Regions from separate parts of the Anser cygnoides genome. Here region 1 is linked to region 2. The links are chromatin contacts, called in public Hi-C maps. All regions are on one chromosome and are shown on one strand. The core of a region is the stretch at or near the end of the contact, and the rest is flanking DNA. Distances in the headings are between cores, read along the strand shown.

Region 1 (6,048 bases), core at 2,043-4,542, 110 kb before region 2:
TGCTTGTATCTTACTTACCCCAAAGAACAGATACAGCCTGAGGCATTTATTTTTTTTGGTTGATCTTTCTGAAGATCTTGGTAATTGCCTAAATGTGTGTCTTAATGGTGGGAACTGCAATGTGTGTGTGTGTATATATATATATATTATATACTGCAAACTGTGTGAAGATTTGGGCTCACGTATATTGAGAGAGAATTGATTATGAAGATGAGGAAAGCAAGGCATCTGGGGTTAAAAGGGAATCACGGGAATCTTGTTTTTTAATTGGCTTCACTCCTCAGGAAAATAAACATCGTTTGGTTTGATGTTTGACCTCTGCATCTGGCTGGCATGTGTTCCTCACCTCTTCCAAAAAATAATTTTTGTCATCTTGTAAAAACAAGATAAATTTTTCTGCCCATAATTGAACCTTCTTAGTCTGTGTTTGTGATTTGCTTTTGCTTTATGACCTTTAAGCTTTTCATTTTTATGACATGATGACCTGCATCCCTACCTAGCCAAGATTTGCCTTGGCTTTTCTGGGAATTTTGACTGAACAAGCAGTACAAGAATTAAAAATTTCTTTGTAAATTAAAGTGATAAAGCTGCTTAATATCTCATGTGAATACAAGCTAGGTAACTTTGTTAAAGTTCACTTAAAGATCACTTTAAAAGTCTCTTTAAAGAGGAGGGGCTCCTTTATCCCTAAATCACTGTGTTTCACATCCAATTCACCCCAGGAGAAAATGTCAGTCATTTCACTCCTAACTATACACAACATTTCTGAAACTGAGGCTGCAGGAAGGAGAAGGGATGTCATAATGGAAAAAAAAATATATTCATTTAAAAAGCAAAATACCTTTGCCAAATTTGTTCGGCTTAATGGAGAGGTAATAAAACTGTGCAAGCATAAATTCTGGGCTTTATTCTTATGCTTTCTGTTAGATTTTTATTCCCGTGCTGGCTCTTTGGCTGGGGCTCTGTGTCATACAGACCCGTAGTTACTGCCCGGCTCTCGAGAGGGCTCGGTTTCCAGCACTGCTTTTTTCAGACCATGCTGTTTGTTGCCTGCAATACCAGTTCTGAGAATCGGTGAAATTTTAGGGTTGTTTCTGGTACTGCAGCTCCTCGCTAGTCCCAGGTGTTGTTTTTTTTTTCAAATGAAAGCTCTCGGCTATGTATTTCAAGTAATGTTTTGGTGTTCTTGCTACATGAAATATCATGGAAAAAGTGGAATTGACTACATAAAATGCTGTTGAATGTGTATGGGGGAAGTGAGCCTTGCTCTTGTTTTAACATCTCTTTTAGCTCTGGTAAATCTTGGTGTTACAAGGGCCAAGAGCTCTCTACAAGGTGGGAGTCATCTGGATTTTTTTGTTTTAGCTTATTGCTTCATTTTAACTGTAGAGCTGAAGCTTGAGATAAGCACTTATGCTCCAGAATGAAGCGTACCAGAGCTCCAAAGGCATTCATTCCCCCTGTGAGCAGGCACAGCTGACGTCCTGCTCTGACCTCCACGGCACCTAGGTGGATTTATTCACGTTTTAAGTTATCAAATGCCTCGGTGTGTTGCTGAGCTGCAGCCTTGGTGACAAACAGTTCAAGATTAACTACATAACAGGGAGGATTGCTTGAAGTCAAGGGTGAATAATATCATTTCACTCAGGATATCCAAACTGCTACTATGCAAGGTGCTGGCAGGGTGTGAAGTACCTGTGAAGGAGGGATCTGAGGTCTTTCCAATCCTGTAACTTTGTATTTCCCAATAATGTACTATGCTCTGATATTCCAGGGGGAGTAAAACATTTTTTCCTAGCATACAACTGTGATGGTCACTTCTGTGGTGTTTTATTTTTTTTGTTGTTTTTCTGTGTGTGTATGTAAAATTAAGTTGGTGTAATTAAGAAGCCTACGATGTACAGATTTATTACATCACTAAAAAGCGTGAGGATTTTTTAAAGAAATAACTACTGCTGTACATACAATAAACGCCATTTGTCTCTGGGTTGTGTGCTGTCCTACGTACCTAGTCAGCCACCCTTTGTAGGCAGTTTTCTACCCTCCTTCACGAATTTGACCTGTTGTTTAATGCAGACCCTCCACCTGCTTATCCAGGGGCAGACTCCTCCACCTACTGTCTGCCAACACAGTGGGTTTTTTCTGATAATCCGGGCACGCCCGGCCATACAAGTAGCCCTCTCTTGTTCCTTGAGAATTATCTAAAACATGGACAGGGTGGGAATCCAATGGAAGGGGGAATTGTGGAATCACTGTGGTTACTCATTATTTCATCTCTCAGTGTTATTGTATTATCCTGAAACCATTTGTAATTTGGGGGAGATACTGGGAGGCAAAAGGGGTGTTAGTGCATAGATCCTGTATGAAAGACACCAGTACTAAAACGAGCACTGCCTGTGAATAAGGTTCTCCTGCAATCTTTTTGCTGAAAAAATTATCTTCTAAATGAATACTTCCACCAAGCCCTACCAGACCAGAGGAAAACAAGACAAAACATTCACATGAAAATAGCTACAGAGGTGTTTTTTTGTCCCTCCCAAAAGTGAGTGTTGCACCTTCTTTTGCAAGGAAATTGTATGTTGCCTTGCTGAGAGTTACTGCCCACATCTATCTGCATGTTTATTTCAAATACTTGAAGTGCTTAGCTGAAATTCCCTACTGGTCTCCTGATAAAGTTTCCTCATTTTCCTTTCTGCTCTAATCTTGGGTCTTTATTTATTTATTTTTAACTTCTGTGATGCTATGAGGGTATGCTAGCAAAAGTGACAAGAAGCATCTGAGCTAAAAGCAGGTGCCGTAGTGGTGCCACATTCTGTCGTTTGGTTCATCGTTCCTGAACAGTGAATGAAAGGGATCTTCATTTTTTTTCGTCTCTGCTCCAAGGATTGAGCCAGGTATAACGCACAAGTTCACGGCCTGATGCTAATACTGAAAAAATATACATAGAAAGCGTGTTAGAGCTGCAGGGTCCAGGCATACAAGCACTGTGAACCCACACTGCTTTGGCTAAGAAACGCGCAGTTAACTCCTGATCTGACAACCACAGACTGGTTTGTGTTGGAAGGGACCTTAAAGACCACCTGGTTCCACCCCCCTGCCATGGGCAGGGACACCTCCCACCAGCCCAGGCTGCCCAAAGCCCCATCCAGCCTGGCCTTGAGCACCTCCAGGGATGGGACATCCACAGCTTCTCTGGGCAGCCCGTCCCAGGGCCTCACTGCCCTCACAGAGAAGAAAAGCAGGGCCACTTTTACACAGCACAGGCTTATCCCCCTTAAACGAGCACTCCGACGCTCAGACAACCGCTTTATTTATTCGTTTATTGATCCCGTTCACACAGGCCCCCGACCACAGCGGCAGCCTGGGGAGGGGGCTGTGCGGACGACGACACGGCGAGGACTACACCTCCCAGCGTGCCCCGCGCCCGGCCGCGCCGTCTTCCGCCGTCGCGTGGTTTCCGGAGCGGATCGGAACCCGGAGCCCGGATCCGATCCGGCTCGGGCCGTTCCCGGGGCAGGTAACGCCGCCGCCCCGCGCCCCCCCCACCCCGCGCGCGGACACCCCCTCCACTCCCCCACCCCGGTTCCCCTCCTCCTCCCTCATCGCTCCCCCCCCCCCTCCGCTCCCCGGGGGCGCTCGGGGCCGGGGCCGGGGCGGCGGCGGGGGCGGGCTCCGGGCGCGGCGGCGGCGGCGGCGGCTCCGTCCCCTCCTCCCCGTCCTCCTCCTCCGCCTCCACGCCGCCTGTTCTTTGTTACAGCGGCCGCGCCGCCGCGGCGGAGGGAGGGAGGGAGGGGGGCGAGCGCCGCGGGTCCGAGGCAAAACCCGGCGGAGCCGCTCCCGGATCGCGGCTCGGGCCCCAGCGGGAGCCCTCCGCCGGCCCCGCGGGCTCCGTGACGGGCGGCGGCCGTTGCGGCCGTTACGGCCGTTACGGCCGTTGGGGAGCCCGCCCGCTCTGCCCCGCTCTGAGGGCACGGGAGGGCCCCCCGGAGTGCGTTTCCACCTCGGTTGTGGCCACCCGGCGATCCATGCCCCTTTGTGTGGAAATATGTATATATAAATATATATATATATTTTTTTTTTTTTAATGTGAAAAATATGTAGAGAGTGACATATTTACGTGAAAAATAAAGGGAGTTCTCACTGGCTTTGGTTGTCCGTGCAAGGCGGTGTAGTTAGGTGCAGCGGGATGGGTGGCCTCGTGGAATACTTTTCTGACAGAAATGCTTCAAAATAAAGAAAAAATAGCCCTGAATAAAAAATCTATAACGTAACAGGAGATGAAAGGTAAAATAAACCCTGTGAAGTGTGTGCGCGGTGCCGCCGCGTGAGGTGGTGTGGCGCCTGGGTTAGCAGCCGGAGCAGGTGACATCATGGCACTGGGCTCAGAAGCCCACGGGGTTTGTGAGGTTTGCCAGGGGTTTTGAAGCCCACAGGTGAGAAGTTGCGCGTCTGCAAAGCAGGATCCTTAAACCCACTTCTGGGGTCCTTCCTTCCTTACGCTTTAATAAAGCAGGAAGGAGAAGACGACCCCTCAGGAGCTCGTAACGGTGCAAAGACTAATAGTGCAAGGCAGTCAGTCCTCTTCCTGCACCTGCACGCGGAGACGCGGCTGTATTTGACACCTAATGCCCGTTCCTGTTTTTTTCAGAGCACAGCAGGTCACTGTGCTGAGCACAGGAAAGATGGAGGCTGAATCAGAAAGTTTGCTCTGTGGAAAGTGAAAGCGCTTGCTACAAAACTGAAAATTAAGCTAATGCAGATAATAGCTGACATATAGAGTCTCCTCAGTGAAGTGAGGTACGTGTGAGGGACCTTGGCAGTTTCTCTCCATCACCTTGACCGGTATTTATGCCACTATGATTTCTCCCCCTGCTTTATTGCTATTCTGATCTTAGGGCTGCTAGAGCAAGATTGACCTTGGTGCTCTGGTAACGCTGCATGTCATCAATCTGCTGGTTGGGAAGTGTGACACAGGAAAGCACGTGCACCTTTGAAAAGCAGGTTGCACAGAGGTGCTGCTGATCTTGCTGCACAGTGTCCCCTGTGTATCTGAACCACTGACCGAGAAGAGTACTTGTTAATTCAGCCGTATTTAGGACGAAAGTCTTGTCAGGACACAAACTGTCTAAAAATAACTGGACATACACTTCTTGAAATAGTGCAGAGCATCCACAGAGCATCTTGGTTAGGAAGCAAAACACAACCGTTCTTGCCATCAGTCTATGATTCACTTTCTATGGCTTGTTTTGTACTAGTTACCTGTTTCATTGCGTATACTGCTTTCAGGAAGAGAGCTTTGGGGAATTTCCCTGATTTGCTGCTTCTGCCCAGCACCAGACTTCTGTATAAACGTGTAAATGTGTTGTTACGTGTGTTTAATCCCCGGGAGCCATAAACGGCTGGTGCTACGTTGGCAGCAATAGCCCCTTACAAGGCAGCAGGCGTTAGGAGGGGCTGTGCTGCCGGCGAGAGGAAGGATTTGGGAGGGCTATGCAGGGAGGCTGGGGTGCCCAGGCTTGTGTGCATCTTTGGACAGGTTTTTGTTGTTGCAGTAGCAAATTCTATGCCTTTTTTCAAACAGGCCTCTGCCAGCCTGGTGTGTCTTTGGTCATGTTTCCTTTCCTCTGTCCTCCTCCTCCTCACGGGTTCAGGCTCTTACTCTTGCCTGTTTTCTTCTTGACCAATGTCCTTGCTGTTTCTGCAGCCTCATTCTCTCTTGGACTTAAGTCAGGTTCTTCGTGTTGCTTTGCCTCTTGCTGGGGCATTGGGAAGATTCCTTATTTGAAGAGGAGAATTTCAAGGTTCGAAAAGGGAGAACTGTCTTCTAGAGCCCACTTGTGTGATCTTAGTCATGCATAATCACAGGCTGCTTGCCAAAAGTAATTCAGATCGTCTAGACATCGAGGAGCAATAAATAGTGCTTATGAGAGTTTTTAATACATACTGGTAAAACTGGTTTATAAAAGTGAATATGGATTATCCTTATTTTACAGGTGAAAGCAAATTGGTGGGTTACCATTTCATGGCAGGTCAGTGACAGAGATGGGA
Region 2 (5,321 bases), core at 156-2,655:
GCTGAGCAAGCATGTGAAGGCCGGGTGGGCTTGTGCACCAGATAGCAGTAGGGAGAGTGGGCTGAGGGCATGGCCAGGGGAAGACGGGGAGATAATGAAGGTGCTCGGCCTCTGATAGACAGCTGTGGTGATTTTGGCAACATGATGCAGCAATGGAGGGATCTGCGGGGGGACAGCATGCGGCAGCCCAGGAGGTTTTGTCTCCTCCTGGAGAGGATGGGCAACATCCAGGTGCCGTGCCAAGCCTGGCCTTGACTCAGCACGGCGCTGGGTACGGGACACGCACCTGGCGGAGATCAGAAAGGACCTTGTGCTCATCACACAGAGAGCATTACAGCAGCTGGAGGGGAAGGCAGGAGGGCCAGATCCTGAGGTGATTACTCTGACCTTACTCAGTGGGAATTTTGCCTGAACAACAACTGACTAATGGCTCTGTGTGTTGGCACACGCATGACACACCGCTGCGTTTTACATGGGAGTTGTCTAGATTTATAATTAGTTTGCATTTGTCCTGGTTGCATTTTGACAAAACAGCAACAGACAAGCCTATTTTGTCCTACACCCCCCTGTATTTAATTGCATCTGTGATGCATGTAGGAAATGCCTGGGGGGCCTTGCTCCACACTACAGCGTGGCTACAAGCACACAATGAAGGATCGCGGAGCTACCAAACCCCGTGCTCACAGCTGGCCGTGGGCTTTGGCCGTGCTGCAGGGATGGTGGAAGGGAAAGTTCAACTCTTTTTTGGGTGACGGTATGGTGCAGGAGCATTTCCACCATCCTTGTGGACAAACCGGACACAGGCCCATCTGTGCCACAGTGCAAAGATATGACCCTGTGCTGCCTTTTCTGAAGGCTGTGGGGACAGCTGGGGTCTGTGGGGAAAGAAAAGCACCCAAATGCTGCCTGCTTACCCCAACAGCAGCTCTGTGCATAGGCAGACACCACCCACCACACACAGCATAGGCCATGAAGCACCTCTCCACTCAGCTCTCACGCCCCAAGCTGCAGATTGGCAGACACCTTGTCTTGTTTGTGGTTTAATGCCTCCTGTCCGCCACCACCATACTCGGGAAGAAATCCCTAAGAAGCAGTGTGTCTCCCATCTGGGCCTGCTCCAGGACTCCCAAGTCCCCTCCCCGCCAAGCATCTGTGAGGCCTGAGGCACACCTGGCTGTGATGGCTGCCCTCCCGAGCCTGCTTTCCTGGCCACATCTCTCCAGCCCCTCTGAGCACACGCTGGAGTTGCTGTGCAATGCTCCTCACGTGTTGTAAGGTGTTTCAGCATCTCTGAACCACCAGTAATAAAGGTGAAAAATAAAACTCTCAGCCCCGCAGATGTCTGCCACCAAACGTTACTGCAGAACTCATTCTGTTTGAGGCTGAAAGAATAAAAGTACGTGACAAGTTTTACAAGATGCCTATTATTACTTTGGATAGAGAGAAGAAAGGATTCCTCTAGCAGCACCTGCAATTTAATTACCTAAATCCAAAGGAGGACATCTGTGTGTCATTATCCAGCAACACGCTCTCCGTCAGGGATTTAATAGTAAGATACAGAAAAGAAAAATGCCACGTGTGCCAAACTAAATATTGGCTTTCTGAAACATAACCTTTTGTGATAACAACAGATCGAACCAGAGATTGGAGTGCAGTGTGTACTGCAGACAACCAAACAAGAAGTCAGATCATGATGCAGGACGGGAGGGTTCGCCTCCCTCTCACAGCCTCGCCAAAGCTGACAGGAACACGAGGAACGGCTGAGCCCAACGCGATGTTCGACCTGAAACCTTCATCAGCTCTGACAAGTGCAAGCAGAGTACAGCATTTGGCACCCTCAAAATCTATTTTGATCTTCAGATAAGATCAGTTTACTAAAACAAACTTAGAAATTGCAAAGCTCTAGTTGCTGGCTTAACAAATGAGACCGGTTCCAGAAAAGCTTTTAAGGGCATAGGTCAAGCACGCAACACCAAATTTAATAGCAGCAATTTAGGATGCTGCTACCTGCTGAACTGTTTGTAACCCTTGTGCTGCATGGCCAGCCAAAAGCAAGGCTGTTATGCAGACAACATACCATTACCTTGACCTGGCCAGCACTGACCTGCTGGGATAGCTCAGAGCCTAGGGTTAGGGGCAGACATTTGGGACCAAGAGAGCCAAAGTGCACGGACATGACCTCTCTGCCACCAAGGGCAGAATGCTGCTGCAGAAAGGCAGTTTGCCCTTAAACCAACACAAGCATTTCTGTTCCAAATGTGGTTTTTGACCTCATTTTGCTGTTTAACTGGCAACAGTAGCAGCGTGTTCAAATAAAGAAAGAAACAGAGATTGAATTGATTACACTCCAGGCTGGAGTGTAACACACGAGGGATTCCTTTCCAAGACAGGGAGGAATTCAGGCTTCCAAAATGACCAACCCAACAGTTTCAACTTAAGAGTCTTGCTCAGTTTGAGCAGAGGCCAAATTTCCTATCTAGCTTGCATGTGGGGTGACTGACACCACTCTGGTCTCATCAGGAGTAAGCTTTGGCATCACCATTGGTCTTACTGAACTTGCTCTGTAATCTGGCATTTTACTGAATAAGTGTGTAGACCAGTTCCTTGACTGGTAAGGAAGTTCACACTGCTTCTATTTCTGAAGCTACCACACATGGTAACTCAGTCACATTACAACAGGATATATAAATCCTTGCATACATAAACTCTTAGGGGAAAAAAATGCCATTACTCACTTGGATTTTGTCATTGTTTGACTGCTTCAGAGACTAGATACAGGTGGCAACAAGTGTACGTGCACAGTTCCACAAAAAAGGTCTTAGCCATTTTGGTGAGTAATATAAAAGACACAGAAGCTTGCATTTTCTGACCAAAATAATTTTGGATGAAAAATTACTCCAGCCTCAGAATCTACTTATATTATTATTATTAATATTAATTTATTGGCTTGTTTGTTTTGTCCAGTTTCAGGTTTTTCTGGACAGCTTAACAGATCATTTCTAAGATGTGGACCCATCATACAGTACAGAAATTCAGTAGTATGGTTCCCTCATTGTTTTCTGCTGAGCTGAACTCCTTAGAATAGTTATATTTTTGTGATTATTATTATTTTTTACTTACATAAGCCATATAGTATTTCATCACTGGAGATGTTTTTCAACATAGAAGCTTGGTTCTAGAAGAAAAAAGGACACAAATTGCCCTAAATTCAGTTCCTAGTGGACACCTGAAAATCCGGTGGCATCAAATGAAAGGCTCTAATCTGAAGCATTTATGGACCTTTTTCTTTCTTTCTTTCTTTCCTTTCTTTCTTGCTTGCTTGCTTTCTATAGTTTTGTATTCACCATAAAAGTAATTAAACCTCCAGAGAGGAATTCCATCTTATTTATCTATAAATACCTAATTATATGCTCGTATCTGCAGAGATACAGAATAGTCACCTACCCTAAGTGCTGACCTCTGTACTTTTTCAAGACATTCCTGTGCTGACAACAAACCTGTGCTTATATGAACATCTCTCTTGATTTCACTCTTTTATACAATTCAGTACCACTGATAATCAAACATAAATAAAAAATTAGTTTCCCCTCCCCTGAAAAATCTCAAGTATTTCAAGTGTGGATGAGTACTTTGTCTGGGAAGCAGGAAGACAATGTGTCAACAGACAAGTTGCCTTCCAGAAGTATTAATGTTTAGGGCAGAAAAACAGATGTGGCGATAAAAGTCTCACAAGGGCAATTCAATCCTGAAATTAAGTTGAGACACTCATCAGTTGCTGCATCTGCTTATTGTGAATAGTCTCTCCTGGAGAAATTTCATCAAGAAGAAGAAAAAAAAAAAGTAGAATATAGGGAAATAATCTCCTACAACCACACCCCACAAAAGCATTTCCTTCCTTTACTAGTTGAAAAGTGCTATACTACTGATTTCTTGGGTTTACATTTATATATATATATACACACACATATATAAATATATATATTTTTTGTCATTGTGGATTAGTACTGAAGTTAATAAATTTCTCTGGAGAGAGGTTTAAGAAACAATGGCGAGAGGAGTGGCTTGTTTGGAAACATAGTGACACAGCCAGACACACTCAATGTCAACACAGATTTCAATGCACTTGCACAAGAAGATATTATGGGAGAGGTCTACACTGTAACTGGATGAAATACTTCTGTTTGAATCAATAATGTATCATCATTACCATGCAAATTGGCCTATATCAGGTTCTACCTTATGGCTTTGGGACAGACATTCATTACAAAGCCATCCTTTTGTCATGAGGAACAATAGGTCATTTCTTTCAGCACCCCATTAGTGATTTGTCTACAAATACTTGAACTCTCAACTCAAGCGTACAACTGGCATAGCAGCCCTAGAGAGGATTGCTTCATTTAGTAAGAAAAAGTATGTCTATTAATTAGATTTCTGTGTTGAAAGATACCATTTTTAAAATCTGTGTATTTCATGCAAGTGACCTAGGCTTCTTCTTCTGACAGATTTTAATATGTGTATACATATTAATACATATACATATATACATATATATGCGTATATACATGTATAATATATGTAATACATCTATAAATATATAAAAGCAGGGCTTTTTTTTTTTTTCCCAGGAAAGAGTTTTTTGAAATAATTGTCCTGTTCCTCCTTGACTCCCCATCAAGAAACCTGGTATTTGGAAAATGATTTCTTTAATGAAGGTATTTCAAATAATACAGTTTCAAATCAAGGTAAAAAAGCTTCAAGGGGAAAATACAGTCTATTTCAGATTCTTTCAAACTAAAAATTATCAGTGTTTGTGAAGATGTTTTCTATTGTTTCTTTAACTCAAGAAATCAATTCAGAAATGTTTCTAACCGATCTTTGCTCCTTTACTTTTTGCCTTTGCTCCCCACACTGCTGCCTTCCCATGTCTCTCTTTTCCTCCTCTTCTCCTCAGACAGGATTTTGTCATGGACTTTTTCTGGGCTTGCTGTTCAGCTCAGGGTCATGGCCCAGACTTGTCTCAGCTCCCTCCCTGCCACCACTGCAGGGTGACCGCTGCCTCTGCTCTGCCCCAGAGCTACTCGTGCTCGTGCTCCCTGTCCTGCTCCAAGGCAGGAGCTCACATCAGGGCTCAGCAACTCGCTGCTACCAGAATTTGAAGCTCTTGCTCTCCTTCCTTCCTCCTCCACCCACCCCATGGCAGGCAGCAGGGCAGAGGACACCTTGACTTTTGAGGTGTGCAGAGGGAAGGCAAGAGAGGGCAACTAGGAGTCAGCCTGTGGGCAGTCACCTCCTCCTCTGCTTACCTAACACACATCTGGCCC

What was found. A called contact is a pair of places that touch in the nucleus more often than the background predicts.
Region 1: a Hi-C map of liver shows a contact between it and region 2, with 14 times the contacts expected there. The contact joins the promoter of PRDM15 here to the enhancer-like site in region 2. A contact is called at or near these places in 2 of 7 Hi-C or Micro-C datasets (both in liver).

The regions. Positions count from the first base shown.
Region 1 is chr1:117,295,158-117,301,205 of Taihu_goose_T2T_genome, reverse strand. PRDM15 (PR/SET domain 15) reads left to right here and starts at 3,292. Exons shown (of 26, transcript XM_066979151.1): 1 at 3,292-3,517; 2 at 5,994-6,029. It overlaps C2CD2 (C2 calcium dependent domain containing 2), which reads left to right. Exons shown (of 14, transcript XM_048071475.2): 14 at 1-1,987.
Region 2 is chr1:117,183,690-117,189,010 of Taihu_goose_T2T_genome, reverse strand. No RefSeq gene overlaps it. Among named protein-coding and RNA genes, the nearest start is that of TMPRSS2, 39 kb to the right of the region's middle. Within about 2 kb of position 1,405, at least 2 of the 3 cell types and tissues checked have open chromatin away from gene starts, as enhancers often do. A contact at or near this core is called in liver, where this site is marked.